Regions from separate parts of the Siniperca chuatsi genome. Here region 1 is linked to region 2. Evidence: chromatin contacts called from public Hi-C data. All regions are on one chromosome and are shown on one strand. The core of a region is the stretch at or near the end of the contact, and the rest is flanking DNA. Distances in the headings are between cores, read along the strand shown. Region 1 holds the start of acadl (long-chain specific acyl-CoA dehydrogenase, mitochondrial). Region 2 holds the start of LOC122872417 (glycerol-3-phosphate dehydrogenase [NAD(+)], cytoplasmic-like).

The links. Hi-C and Micro-C count contacts between places; a contact is called where the count stands out from the background.
Region 1: a contact with region 2 is called in a Hi-C map of skeletal muscle, with 2.5 times the contacts expected there. The contact joins the promoter of acadl here to the promoter of LOC122872417 in region 2. A contact is called at or near these places in 2 of 3 Hi-C or Micro-C datasets (skeletal muscle and an unstated tissue).

The regions. Positions count from the first base shown.
Region 1 is chrLG24:6,081,591-6,087,804 of ASM2008510v1, reverse strand. It overlaps acadl (long-chain specific acyl-CoA dehydrogenase, mitochondrial), which reads left to right and starts at 4,437. Exons shown (of 12, transcript XM_044187308.1): 1 at 4,437-4,779; 2 at 5,642-5,809. The coding sequence starts at 4,706. It overlaps mylz3 (myosin, light polypeptide 3, skeletal muscle), which reads left to right. Exons shown (of 6, transcript XM_044187164.1): 2 at 330-357; 3 at 1,864-2,007; 4 at 2,173-2,343; 5 at 2,473-2,550; 6 at 2,640-3,156. The coding sequence ends at 2,668.
Region 2 is chrLG24:5,933,489-5,940,228 of ASM2008510v1, reverse strand. LOC122872417 (glycerol-3-phosphate dehydrogenase [NAD(+)], cytoplasmic-like) reads left to right here and starts at 1,307. Exons shown (of 8, transcript XM_044188629.1): 1 at 1,307-1,779; 2 at 2,338-2,515; 3 at 3,389-3,529; 4 at 3,772-3,910; 5 at 4,105-4,217; 6 at 4,334-4,567; 7 at 5,079-5,185; 8 at 6,126-6,637. The coding sequence starts at 1,739. The coding sequence ends at 6,222. LOC122872415 (oxysterol-binding protein-related protein 11-like) reads right to left here and starts at 755. Exons shown (of 13, transcript XM_044188627.1): 1 at 256-755. The coding sequence starts at 371.

The sequences.
Region 1 (6,214 bases), core at 3,188-5,687, 140 kb before region 2:
AAAAAATATCAAGGTTGAGAGGCCCAGGAACACTGCCTTAAAATACATCCACATTTCTATGATTAATGTCTGTGCAGGCTTATATCTAAATACAAGGAGACAATTTCACCATGTATCACAAGTATGTAGTGAAGTTTTGAACAGTTTACAGCAATACAATCTTAGATTGAGCATTTTTAGGAAATCTTGCATACAATATTTTCTGTGCTATTTCTATCCTCATAAATCATTGCTTCTATTCATTTCTCTGTGTTCCGTGTGTTTGTGTATTCGTAAATGTATCTTTTTGTTTGTGTATGTGTGCGTTTTCGTGTATTTCTATGTGACAGACCGAGTTCTCAGCGGACCAGATTGAGGGTAAGTGAAGAAATTGCAAGATTCATCCTCATCCCTTACAAATAACTCGTGAAAAATGGGTTGTGAGAATCCCACTCTCTCATCATCATGCAGGGTGACGTTTACTTGCAACGTTACCAGCAGGAGAGAGTACGCCCTCCAAATTTTCTTCCATAGCTCAGTCTGCCATTTTTGTAGCGAGTGATTTTTCAGCAATTGTCACAATAAACAAACTGACAGAGTAACTTCAGGCTCGCCTAGTTGAACCTTTAAGCCAAATTAACTGTTAAAACGTAGGGATGAAGAAAGTTCCAGACTGAAGGCCGCCGTAGGACATGCCGTTCCACAGACTTGTCCAGTTGTCGAGGAGGATTTGAGTTATGTCTATTCTAAGCCGACCTAGCCTTGTCTCGCAACCCACAGTGGCCCTTACACAGCAGAGGTGTAAATCACCAGGCCAAGGTTTAAGATGCAGACCCGGTGGCATCCCCCTTACACAAGGAATCCAAATTGTGATCCCCTAGCACCATCCCCAACCCTTTTGTTCAGTGCTGAAAGACGTGTCCTCTATAAACATCACCCTGTGTTTGGTGGGTATGAGATTTTAGTGCTCATTTAAAATGTCTTTTGTTTTTTCCCTATTTTGAATAGATCTACCTAATGTTTTTTGTATTGATAGTTTAAAATTTCCCAATTGGCGTGTTAGACTTACAGGGCAAAGCTCAAAAGTGCTTCCTATGAAGGTAAGGCCTTGCAAGGCAAGGTATTGATTACGCCGCAGTCAGCATTCTTATGTTTAACTCGAGCAAGGCCACAGGGCCATGCCTCTATATGGCCTGGGTTACTCTGTCAGGGTGTATCAGTTTGCTCCCGATGTCGCCCTAAATTCCTCCCAAATGCAAGTGAAGGCAGGAATGGAGAGGGGTTGAGGGTGGTGGTGGTGGTGGTGGTGGGGGGCTGGTACAGCTGTTCATGCTGCTGCTGCTGTTCGGAAGCCACATAAGACCATTAATCTGTCAAAAAGGTCACTTTGAGCTGTCTTCCTGGTAGGATTCATAGAAATAGCTATCCTTTGTTCAGGCCCCAGTCTGTGCCTTCCTCCTCTCTGCTTGGGTACAGCTGTCGCTCCCAGTTAGCTGGGAACAATGACACAAGCATGTGGCTTCTACTGTCTTTGATCCTCCAACACAGTGTGACACCACATAGCTGCCACAGCTGACTGAGAACCCTGTAATAGAAAGAATGGAAAACCAAAAGGGGGCCCTAATAAACGTTAGTAGCATAGATGTCGTACCAGACATGTCCAGTATAACTCTTTGATTCACCATTTGCCATTTGATTGAGGTCTTTTTCCAAAGCGCCTCATGCGCCCATAGATTTCTAGTGTGTGTAGCCAATTAAGTATCGTGAGCGCAATAACTGAAGACTTCACGAGACTGAGATTCAAAATTATGTTTGTTCTTTTGACCGGCTTCTGCCTGTACTTCGTAACTCAAAGTTCTCTCTTGCCTCTCCCTTCCTGGCCAGACTTCAAGGAGGCTTTTGGTCTCTTCGACAGAGTTGGTGACAGCCAGGTGGCCTTCAACCAGGTGGCCGACATCATGCGCGCTCTGGGCCAGAACCCCACCAACAAGGACGTTGTGAAGATTCTGGGCAACCCAACCGCTGACGGTAAGACCCCGTTGCATGAATTGCGAAATGCAGACGAAGCTTAAAGACGCAAAAGACAATTATAAGAGAAAGGTAAATGCTAAAACAGTGTAATAGTAGCACAAGAAAAGAGGCCTCAAGTCAACAATCAATTAACGGTGCTCTCCATGTGACATTTTGCAACAGACATGGTCAACAAAAGGCTCAACTTCGACGCTTTCCTGCCCATGCTGAAGCAGGTTGACGCCCTCCCAAAGGGTACATATGACGACTACGTTGAGGGTCTGCGCGTCTTCGACAAGGAGGGCAACGGCACAGTCATGGGCGCTGAGCTGCGTATCGTGCTGTCCACCCTGGGTGAGTCTCAAGTCATCTTCCCCAAATATAGAAGCACACAAATATAGTTTGCTTAGCACGCACAGTATGTGAGCATGTGTGCGCGAAATGGAGAGTGCGTTCCTGACATGGATACTTGTGCGTCCACAGGAGAGAAGATGACCGAGCCAGAGATTGAGGCCCTCATGGCCGGCCAGGAGGACGAGAACGGCAGTGTGCACTACGAGGGTAAGCTTTGATTTCCCAACATGCCTTCTCTCTTTTTTAATAAATATATTCTGTCAAATATTTGAACATATGGGTTTGTCTTCCTCCAGCTTTCGTCAAGCACATCATGTCTGTGTAAGAGGCCAGCAGTAGGAGTGCTGAAGAAACTGTAGCTCACCTACAGACAGCCCAACGGTGTTCAGGACATCTACACTGTGTCAAAGACCAACCAAGGAAAGACAAGGACTATGTACAAGGGATGTTGAAGCAAACCCATCTTGTTGTTTATTTTGTTTTCCTTTTGTCTCATACCCTCCTATCTCGGGACATCACCATCACCTCTCTATTGTAGACCCCTATCACTTGGCCTCTACTCCCCCCGGGGCGCATCTCCACTCGCCACATGGGGTGAGGAACGGGGGAGAAGGGGTGACCGCTCATCAAGTGAGGGTAGACCCCTCCCTTCCCACCGCCACCTCATTCAGTCACGCCATCACTGGCCCAGCAATGCCAAAGGTGCTGGAGAATGGTCGTGGATAGACCGCCAAAAGTCTCCCCCTTCCCTGAAAAGGTTTATTTATTGTCACTCTGTTCATTTCAGAATAAACTTTTCCAACGTACATCCCATCTGGGTTGATTGTTGATCTTTCATTGCCCACATACAGTTGTAGTATAGGGCAACAGTTCATTGTCTTAGATGTCAAAGTTAAAGTGAGACCAAGTAACTTTTGAGAGACAAACTAGCACATTCATTCATTTTACAAATGAAAAGTTGAATTCATAAGCATTAAATCAGAATCAGCTTCATTGGCCAAGTATGTGCACACGTACAAGGAATTTGACTCCGGTTTTAAGTTGCTCACCTTAAGTGTACACAGTGTGTGTACTTACACACCGTTCTGAGAACAATTTACAGGAAGACAGAAGTAGATATACAGCTAAAAATGAAGACAACAAAGATAGGTAAAAATAAACAGATAACTATTAATGTACATGTCGGTAGGCGAAAAAAACAGGTGTGTATATATATATATATATATATATATATATATATATAAGGACCACTGACCAACAACATACAATGTCTACTATATCTGAGTGTCAGATATATCCACAAATAACCAACAAACTGCAGGTTTTATGTGTCACTTACTGCTACACGTTTTTGCATCCTTGTGAAGCACAGACAACAAATCTAGGAAAGACAGTTTTGGTTTTAGTTTTGTTAAATTATACACTTTTTTCCACTATAACTTTAATTTACCTGAGGTCTTGTGGAGTAAATGCAAATGTCACGCACAAGACTCTCTAAGCCTGGGACAGACAGGTTCAAGGTTCTAACCTTTAGAGAGTCTGCCCCCTTGTGGACAGACTTTTATTATCCAGCACATCGTGTTACTTTTAAGAACAGTCGAGGTTGTGTTTAAACCATTTTCTGCCTCCACATACATTGTGAAATAAATACATGTATAAGGTAGTGAAAGTACCTTTTTTATATTATTATTTTACATTTTATTCTATAAAATTTTCTATACTATAGATCTGTATGTGCCAAAATAACAGAATACATGTAAATATCAAAACCTCTTATTTTAGCTTGATAAAATACAAATTAATTTCTGCACGAAAATATATATTATTTATTTTCATATGCTAATCTATTGACTTGTGTCTTTTATTCTCTCAGAAAAGACAGAGGAAATAATGTTGCTGACTTTTTTCATATATAACCCTATAGATTTTTGTTTAATATGGATATATGATTATTCTAATTTTACATGTTCTTTACTTACTTTAAAAACATAATTACCGATAGGCTACACGTGTTTCTGCAACAACGTTATTCCTACTAGCAGCAAGAGGTCTCACTCTGCTGCTGCTGTCATGGACGAAACCTTCTCCTAGAGTGCGAAAACAAATGGCTTCCTTCAAATTTTAACATTTTAAGTCTATTTCAACTAAATTACACACAGATGAAACTAAAAGCAGAACTTATAGTTATTCACTTTGCTACACAGAGCATGCTAACGGTTAAAACGTGCTTTTGCAACCCGGAGGAGGAGCCGGTGACTGACTACAAAGCGATCCGTCTTCAGATGGGATTCTCGCTCAGACGATCTTTGTCTTGTTTACTTGTATGTTCTTCCACGTCTTCTGCCGTTGATAGTTATAAAAAATGATCAAGACTTGTCTTTTTGGGCTGAGACATGTTTCCGGGCGAGGACGGGTGCTCTCTGCGGCTACTGCAAGGTGAAATATGGTCTAAATAACTGTAATGTTTGACTTTTTCAAGTAATATATCTTTTGAGATGAACACGTTTCAGTAATAGCTACGAGAAATATCTCTACATGCGGAATTCCTAAACATTGTTTCCTCATTCTCTTATACTATCTTTTCTCGATTGTAATCGACGTGCAGACTACAAGAGTGGCAGCAACCTTTGACACACTTCCTGATTGTGATAAGTAGCCTGTTACATAGATGGAGGTTTAATTTGAAAATCCAAACCAAAAGGCGGAAGTTGATTGCCCATTTGTAAAACAACAACAACAAAAGGAAAAGTTTATAATTTCTTTGTAGTAATATTCAATGTCAACATCTTAACATGTTAAGTTCGCTTTAGCTATTTTTTTAAACTATATTTTAATTTATTTTATTTTATATCTTTAACTTCTCAAGTTATTATTCTGGTACAGTTATGTGAAAATAAACGAATTGTTGGCCTCTTCATGTAGAGCTGAAACGATTAGTCGATTTCCAGGTTCGAGCTGTGAGGATCTTATATGATAATAAGCTGAATTTCTTTAGGTTTTTGACTGCTGATTGGACAAAATAAGACATTTGATGTCATTACACTGGGCTTTAGGAAGTTATAATAGTGACATTTCATGGACGAAACAGTTATTCGAGAAAATAATCGACAGACTAATCAATAATGAAAATAATAATTCGTTTCAGCCCTACTCTAATGCTTCTTAAAATTAATATCATACCTCCCATAATCCCCTGTTGCTTTACCAAAGTGAATTTATTTGTTATGGGATGCCAAATCAGCCACTTGCTGGCTTTCAAGAATTGTATGATTGGCTGAACTTCTGTAATTCCTCCCAGGCTACAGCACAGCACAGTACAGCCTGTCCCCTCGACCCGTCCAGAGACCTCCAGCGCCGAGACCATGATGGACATCGGGACCCGCCGGATCTTCAGCGAGGACCATGATCTCTTCAGACAAAGCGTCCGGCACTTCTTTCAAGAGGAAGTGGTTCCACATCACAAGGAGTAGGTGGATGAATGGGTGGATTTCTGAACGGGCCTACCGGGCACAGGCCCAGGGTCCTCAGGGGTCAGGGGGCCATGGCCTGTGTTTGAAGTGACTGTTAACATTTTTTGTTGCAGTCACATGACTACAAAGAGACACAAAATGACTACAGTGCATCTGGAAAGTATTCACAGCGCTTCACTTTTTCCACATTTTTATTGTGTTACAGCCTTATTCCAAAATGGATTCAATTGATTATTTTCCTCAAAATTCTACAAACAATACCCCATAATGACAACGTGAAAGAAGTTTGTTTGAAATCTTTGCAAATTTATTAAAAATAAAAATAAATCACATGTACATAAATATTCACAGCCTTTGTCACAACACTCAAAACTGAGCTCAGGTGCATCCTGTTTCCACTG
Region 2 (6,740 bases), core at 58-2,557:
CACAAAGGTGCATGCACAAATCAATCATAGAGCATTGCCTAGTGACAGACTTGCTTAAGGGCAGTATGATTAAACTGTTACCTGTCTGATTAGAAAGCAGATTTGAACCTAAGAGTAAATTGGTCAATTATTACAAAAACATGTTTATATCACAATTATGCTGCTGGTGACTCATTGGCTAGGTAAAAATAATACGCCTTAAATCAGTAAACTAGCTTAAATGCATGAGCGTTAGCAGGACAAACAGCCACCCACCTATACTGCCAGCTTTTGGCACTTGCTCTCCCCGAGCTTGTGGTCTTGTTTTGAGGAAATACATCCAGCTTGCCTTCGTTTTCCGTGATTCGTATAGCCGTGGTTTCCCCTTGCATAGTCACTAGCAACGAAACCTCCTTTAGACGCTAACTCAGCTTGCTAGCGTTAAGCTAACCTGTGAAGCTAGCTAAATCACCACAGATTTGATTAAGTGGACGAGCCTCCCTTATAATACAAAGTGAAGCTGTCGGTTCATCGCTTATCAAAACGCACCACACACCCAACAGACGCTGGACTGTTAACGGCTTAAATTAAATTAAATAATGGATGATAAAACATTGTCTATTCTGCTGATGGAGGGAGTAGCCAGATAGATTGTGCCTGCTAGCTCGCCTGATATTTACTGCTTTGGCAGGAAGACAGTCATGTGACTAGCTCACGAGCGCAGGCTTCCGTATTCGATTCATAATAGAAAAGTAAAATAAAATAAATAAATAAAATTGCCAGATACATCCACCAAACCTCCTTCTCCCGACAAAAGACAAAAAGAAATATATATTTACAGAGGGTAAAAGGTGAAATGGTTAAGGGAAGGGTTGAGCAAACCGGAAGTTGAGCAATTTTTGAAATTACATTCCTTTTTATTGTATCCTGATGGGTTACTGGTATTTTAGTTAATAAACAAACAAGTAAGCAAACAAATAAACAAATACAGATTTAAACATTTAAAATATATATTTTTTTACTTTTACTGATCTTTTCACATATGGCATATGGTCATTTAACTGCCACCATCCGTGTTTTCATATGTAATTAATGGGAGTGATTGGATTTCCGAAACTGAGCATAGTTTTGAAAAATAAACTTATATCTTGACCGGAACTTTCAGTGAGTACACACAAGCAATTTACTTACAAAAGTATTGTTTTTTTTTAATTGAACTGACAAGATTTAAGCTGAATAACGGATATATTACATTATTGCACTCTTCAATATGAACATTGTTTTGAAAAACATCTTGACCGGAAGTCTCATTAAATATACTGTCCGGCTTGACGTCGGTTGGTTACGATAAGACGGCGTGAGTGACTTCCCATATTTCCAATCAATACTTAATAATAAATGACCGGTAAAACGTCAATGCGCGCGTTATTAGGTTTTCCTTTCCTCTCTGTACACTCACTGTATCCATTCAGCTTTATAATGTAAACCCAGTAGTGAACCCTTAACCTTATAATAGCTACGTGTGAAAATCAAGTGATACAAATGTAACATTTGATTTAAGATGGCTGTGATACATGTAGGCTACTGTGTTATTATGTTAGTTCCACTTAAAAGCAAGAGGTGTAGCTATGTCGAGCGAGGGGAGGGGTGAATCGGTGGTAGGAATTTATAGGGCGTATGAGGAAGTTGAAACAGACGGGGGAAAACGAACAACAGGGTCTTCATTTAAGCCAAACACTAAGACTTAACCGCTTTCAAAATGCCCGGAAAGAAAGTCTGCATCGTCGGATCTGGAAACTGGTAAGTTTTCGTCCGTCTTTCAGGTGCATATTTTAGTTCAGTTAGATCAGTTTATAATAGCATTATGCACTCAACGTTTAACTGAACGCGCATTTTGTAATTTAGCAGATTTAGACTTACCCAGTATTTATCACTGCTCCTTCCTTTTGACAGCAGCCCTCATTTTACTGATCGTGAAGGATGAGGCTACATGCTGCAACATGTATATGATTTTATACCAGCTCAGATAAAGTCGTACTGAGTAATAATAACCTTTTGAATACTTTATGGAAGTTTTACCCAACATTACGCCATTATCTATAGTGAGGCTGTAGACTGCTTTCTCAATTTCCCTGCAAATTTAAGTTATTTCACCAGATTATAAAGCAAAATGCAAACAAATGCTTGGTTTGCAACCTGTTTGAGTTTCCCATGGTTCTGTCTGATTAATTAGAATCTGGATCTGAAGTGTTTTGCGGGGTCTTTGGGTGCTGTTTGGATTGGATGAGACTTTCTTTTTCCTCTTCTGAATGTTACTTTGACACTAATTGTCCTGCACATGTCCTTCACTCCCTCTAGGGGCTCTTCGATTGCCAAAATAATCGGGCGCAATGTCAAAGCATCCAACAGGTTCGACCCAATGGTGAACATGTGGGTTTATGAAGAAATGATTGATGGAAAGAAGCTATCAGAGATCATTAATACAGAGCACGAAAATGTCAAATATCTACCAGGTCACAAGCTGCCCAGGAATGTGGTAAGTGCTCCAATTTAGGGGAGTTCTTGTTTCAACTAGTTGTGCAGTTCATTGCCATCTTGAAACATGCCTTGATTGTACAGTGAGACATTACACTGATAAGATTGTCTTGTGTGTCGTCACGTTTATCTACCTGTGCTAGGTAACTGAGAGCACTATACGAGTTTCCTTGAGTCTTTCATGAGTCAGCTCACCTCAACTACATAACTACGTAGTGCAAAAGAAAAGAACCATTCAGTGGCAGAAAATAAAATAAATAGTGTTTCGAAATAATTACTGATTTGTTTATAATGATTCATTTATAATATACCTTGCATGTCTCTGCATTTTTTTTGTTGTTTAGTGGTGTATTTGTCACGTCCTCCATATGTAGACAAAATGTGGTCAAATTGAGATATTTCTTTATGAAGCTAAAATTGGGTTTTAGTTTGTGTTGAATTCCCCCCCCCCAGTGATCTCAAACATTAATGGTGACTCGGGTAGCAAGAGTAAAGGCTTATTTCTAAATCATTTCTGATTTTTCTGGCATTCTAATATTTTTTTGTGCATTTAGTTTTTTGTCATCGTTATGGATGTTTATTACCTGTATTTGCTGTAAAATGTGTTAATGATAATAATAATAATAATTGTGAAGAAAAAACTCAAGATGGTACATCTGACAGGGTTTATTCTGATACATAATACATTTAACCAAACTTTTTTTTTTTTAAATGGGGGGGAATCAGTGATAGAGACAGAAGAGCAATTTCTGCCCAAAAAGAAAGCTAAATAGACATATTTAAACTCAGCCCTGTTTGCAGACATGTTCCACATATTGGTACTCTATGATCTGACACTGTTTAAGGACTAACTTTGTTGCTGATGCCTCACTAGGTCGCTGTTCCAGACATCACAGAAGCTGTCAAAGGAGCGAAGATCCTCGTCTTTGTAATCCCACACCAGTTCATCGCCAAACTCTGCGATCAGATGAAACCTCACGTCGCGGAGGGAACCATCGGGATATCGCTCATCAAAGTAAGATCCTGTCATTGGACTCCATGTCAGATTTTATTTCAGCAAAAAGAGGAAACCAGGGAAATAGCGTCACCTGACCTTGCTTCATATTTTTCTGTGGCCACAGCATCACGGGACATTGTAGTTGAGCAATACACAGTCACCACAATGAAACATAAAGTATCCATTACCATTACCTCAAGGCCAGGCCTTAATATAGTACAGAAACTGTCTAATATTATTATTATTGTTATGTCATCCAGGGTATCGATGAGGGACCAGATGGACTAAAGCTCATCTCAGACATCATCCGAGAGAAACTAGAGATTGAGGTCAGTGTCCTAATGGGGGCCAACATCGCCAGCGAGGTGGCAGATGAGAAGTTCTGTGAAACCACCATCGGTTAGATACTGTTTTTTATTCCTGTCATTATTGTTATTTTAGCATTCAGCTGCACAAAAATGTACTGACGTTGCTTGCATGCAAGAGGGTGATTTAAGATTGAAAAGAGGATGCGATGTGGTGGTCAGACAGTTCTCTGTTTTATGAGCAGTGAGTGATGCTTTTCTTTTTTTAATAAATTGCATTCAATACAGGGGCAAGAAATGAGGCAAACGGCCATATTTTCAAAGAGCTGCTTCAGACTCCCAACTTTCGCATCACTGTCGTACAGGAAAGTGATACAGTGGAGCTGTGTGGAGCTCTAAAGGTAAAGTCAGCCACGTGTTATGAATATTAAGTAGTTATCCTCTAATTAATACATGAAGCTCCAAATTGCGAATCCTCTCTCAGTGTGTTAATCAAAAGGAAAATGTTGCATGGCAGAATATTGTGGCAGTAGGTGCTGGATTCTGCGACGGCCTTGGTTTTGGCGACAACACCAAGGCGGCGGTGATCAGGCTGGGTCTGATGGAAATGGTCGCCTTCGCCAAGTTGTTCCGCAAAGGCCAAGTGAGCTCCACCACTTTCCTGGAAAGCTGTGGCGTGGCCGACCTCATCACCACCTGCTACGGGGGACGAAACCGCAAAGTTGCAGAGGCCTTTGTCAGAACGTCCAAGGTGAGTCAGACAAGTTTCACTGTTAGTCTTTTAAACTTTTTGGAAGTTACTCCATTACATCACGAACTCCAGACACAAAAGAAACAGGGCCTCAGGGTTAGCTCTATATTTAACAAGTAACTCTTCTACTTTTTTTTTTTTTTTTTTACAATTTCAGAATACCTTGAATACTTAGAATTTATCGCCAGTCTTTTTTTTTTTTTACAATATTTTGTCCTGATTTCAGAATATTTGAAATTACTTAGTTACATCAGCTGTCTTGAATATATAATGTTGAGGTCATGCATTAAAAGTCTGACAGGTTGCATAGTATTCATTGTCTGCTTTTTACTGAACATGACTGACTACATGCTAAAGGGCTAAGCCAGAGCGCTGGAGCAAAACATCTAAAACTCGGTGTACTCCTTTAACGACAATATGAGGAAATAAGACCATATGATGATGAAATGAAGATATACAGAATATGTCGCCAAACAACATTACAACTGTTTCTGTATACCTTTTTCTCCAGTCTATTATTGAGCTGGAGGCAGAAATGCTCAACGGCCAGAAGCTGCAGGGTCCCCAGACCTCAGCTGAGGTCTACAAGTTCCTCCTCAAGAAGGACATGGTCAACAAGTGAGTCCACTTTCTTCTCTTAAAAACTGTTTAACACTGTTACCTAGTCTTCAAAAGACCCATTGTGTTAACAAAACCACATGAATCAAACTGGACCAATTCAAACACAGCAAGCACAACAATTTATTACAATTCAAAACAACAGTTCTGCTATAAATTCTACTTTTACAAAGTGTATACTGTTCAGTTTTTGTTGACATTGTCGGAAATATGTAAACTGAATTATGTTTATTATTGAGGTCATTTTTTTTTATTATTTACAAACATGAGGGGGGCAGAATATTAGAAACACCTCTGAATATAATGCATTCCAGTACAACGCCATCACTAACTATGACCTCAATGCTAAAACATATAATTGAATTAACACCTCTATGACAGTGTCAACAAAAAAAAGATAATTAACCACAGTAAATATAAAGATATTTTGCAATGATGTGGGAAGTACAGTTAAAATACAGTTACACTGTACACAGCCATTAGACCTCTCACACAGGTGTTTCCAGTTCCGTTGCCTCATTAGACCTCTTCTCAGGAATGAATGATGATGTCTGTGCTTCACTGACATCTCCCTCACTCTCTTGTTAGTTTTGTTGCATCTGTGTCTTATATGGCTTTTTATAATTAGGGCTTAATGACAGCTCAATAAAACCCAAGACAAGGAGGCAATAAAGTTTATTAGAATCAGAATCTGTTAGGGTGAAACAGCTCATTTGTTCTTACTGCTTATGTAATTCCCAGTATAGCTCTGCACACCTTTTATCCTGAGCAGAGGTCTAATCAGCCAGAAGTGAAAACACCTGTGTGGGTGTGCAGTGCCATTAAAATATTTCCATATTGTTAAGTTGCAGAGTCAAAGCCTTTCTGTCCTTGATCTGTGACCAGTGTCCTCAACAAACATCCTATAGAAAAGAGTCTGAATGTCCATTTTCTTCTATAGGTTTCCCTTGTTTTCTGCAGTCTACCAGATCTGCTTTGAGGGCAGAGAAGTGAAAGAGTTCATCACCTGTCTGCAGAACCACCCAGAGCACATATGATGGGACCAGTCTGCAAACATGTTCACTGCTGCGCCTTCAATAGCAATTTACTACCACTAGAGGGTGAAAGAGATTCATCAGATTGAAACGCACAATACAACAAAGCAAATACAACCAAGAGCACTTTTTACTTTGACATTTCATAATGGATATTATTCTTAGCTTTAAAGGCAGTTTTTTATTGGGGGTACATAAACACAACACTGTCTGATTTACTTTTCACTACATGACAGTTAGTTTCAGTTTTTAGTAAATCAAATTTCCCCTCGAGGGACAAGAAAGCTGATCTGATTTACAATCTGAAAATTAAAACTACGGGTAGTCATTTTTTAATCTTCATGTGGAGTTGTTTTCTTCTTCTTCAATAAAATCAATTCATAAGAAACTGTCTTCATTTCTGAAGAACCAAAAATCAGCAAGCTATGACACTTTGTCATTTTGTCAATTTTTAATTCTTTTTAAATAGTTTTGTCACAAGGGAGTGCATGGATGAAGATGGTGCAATAGACAACATAGGA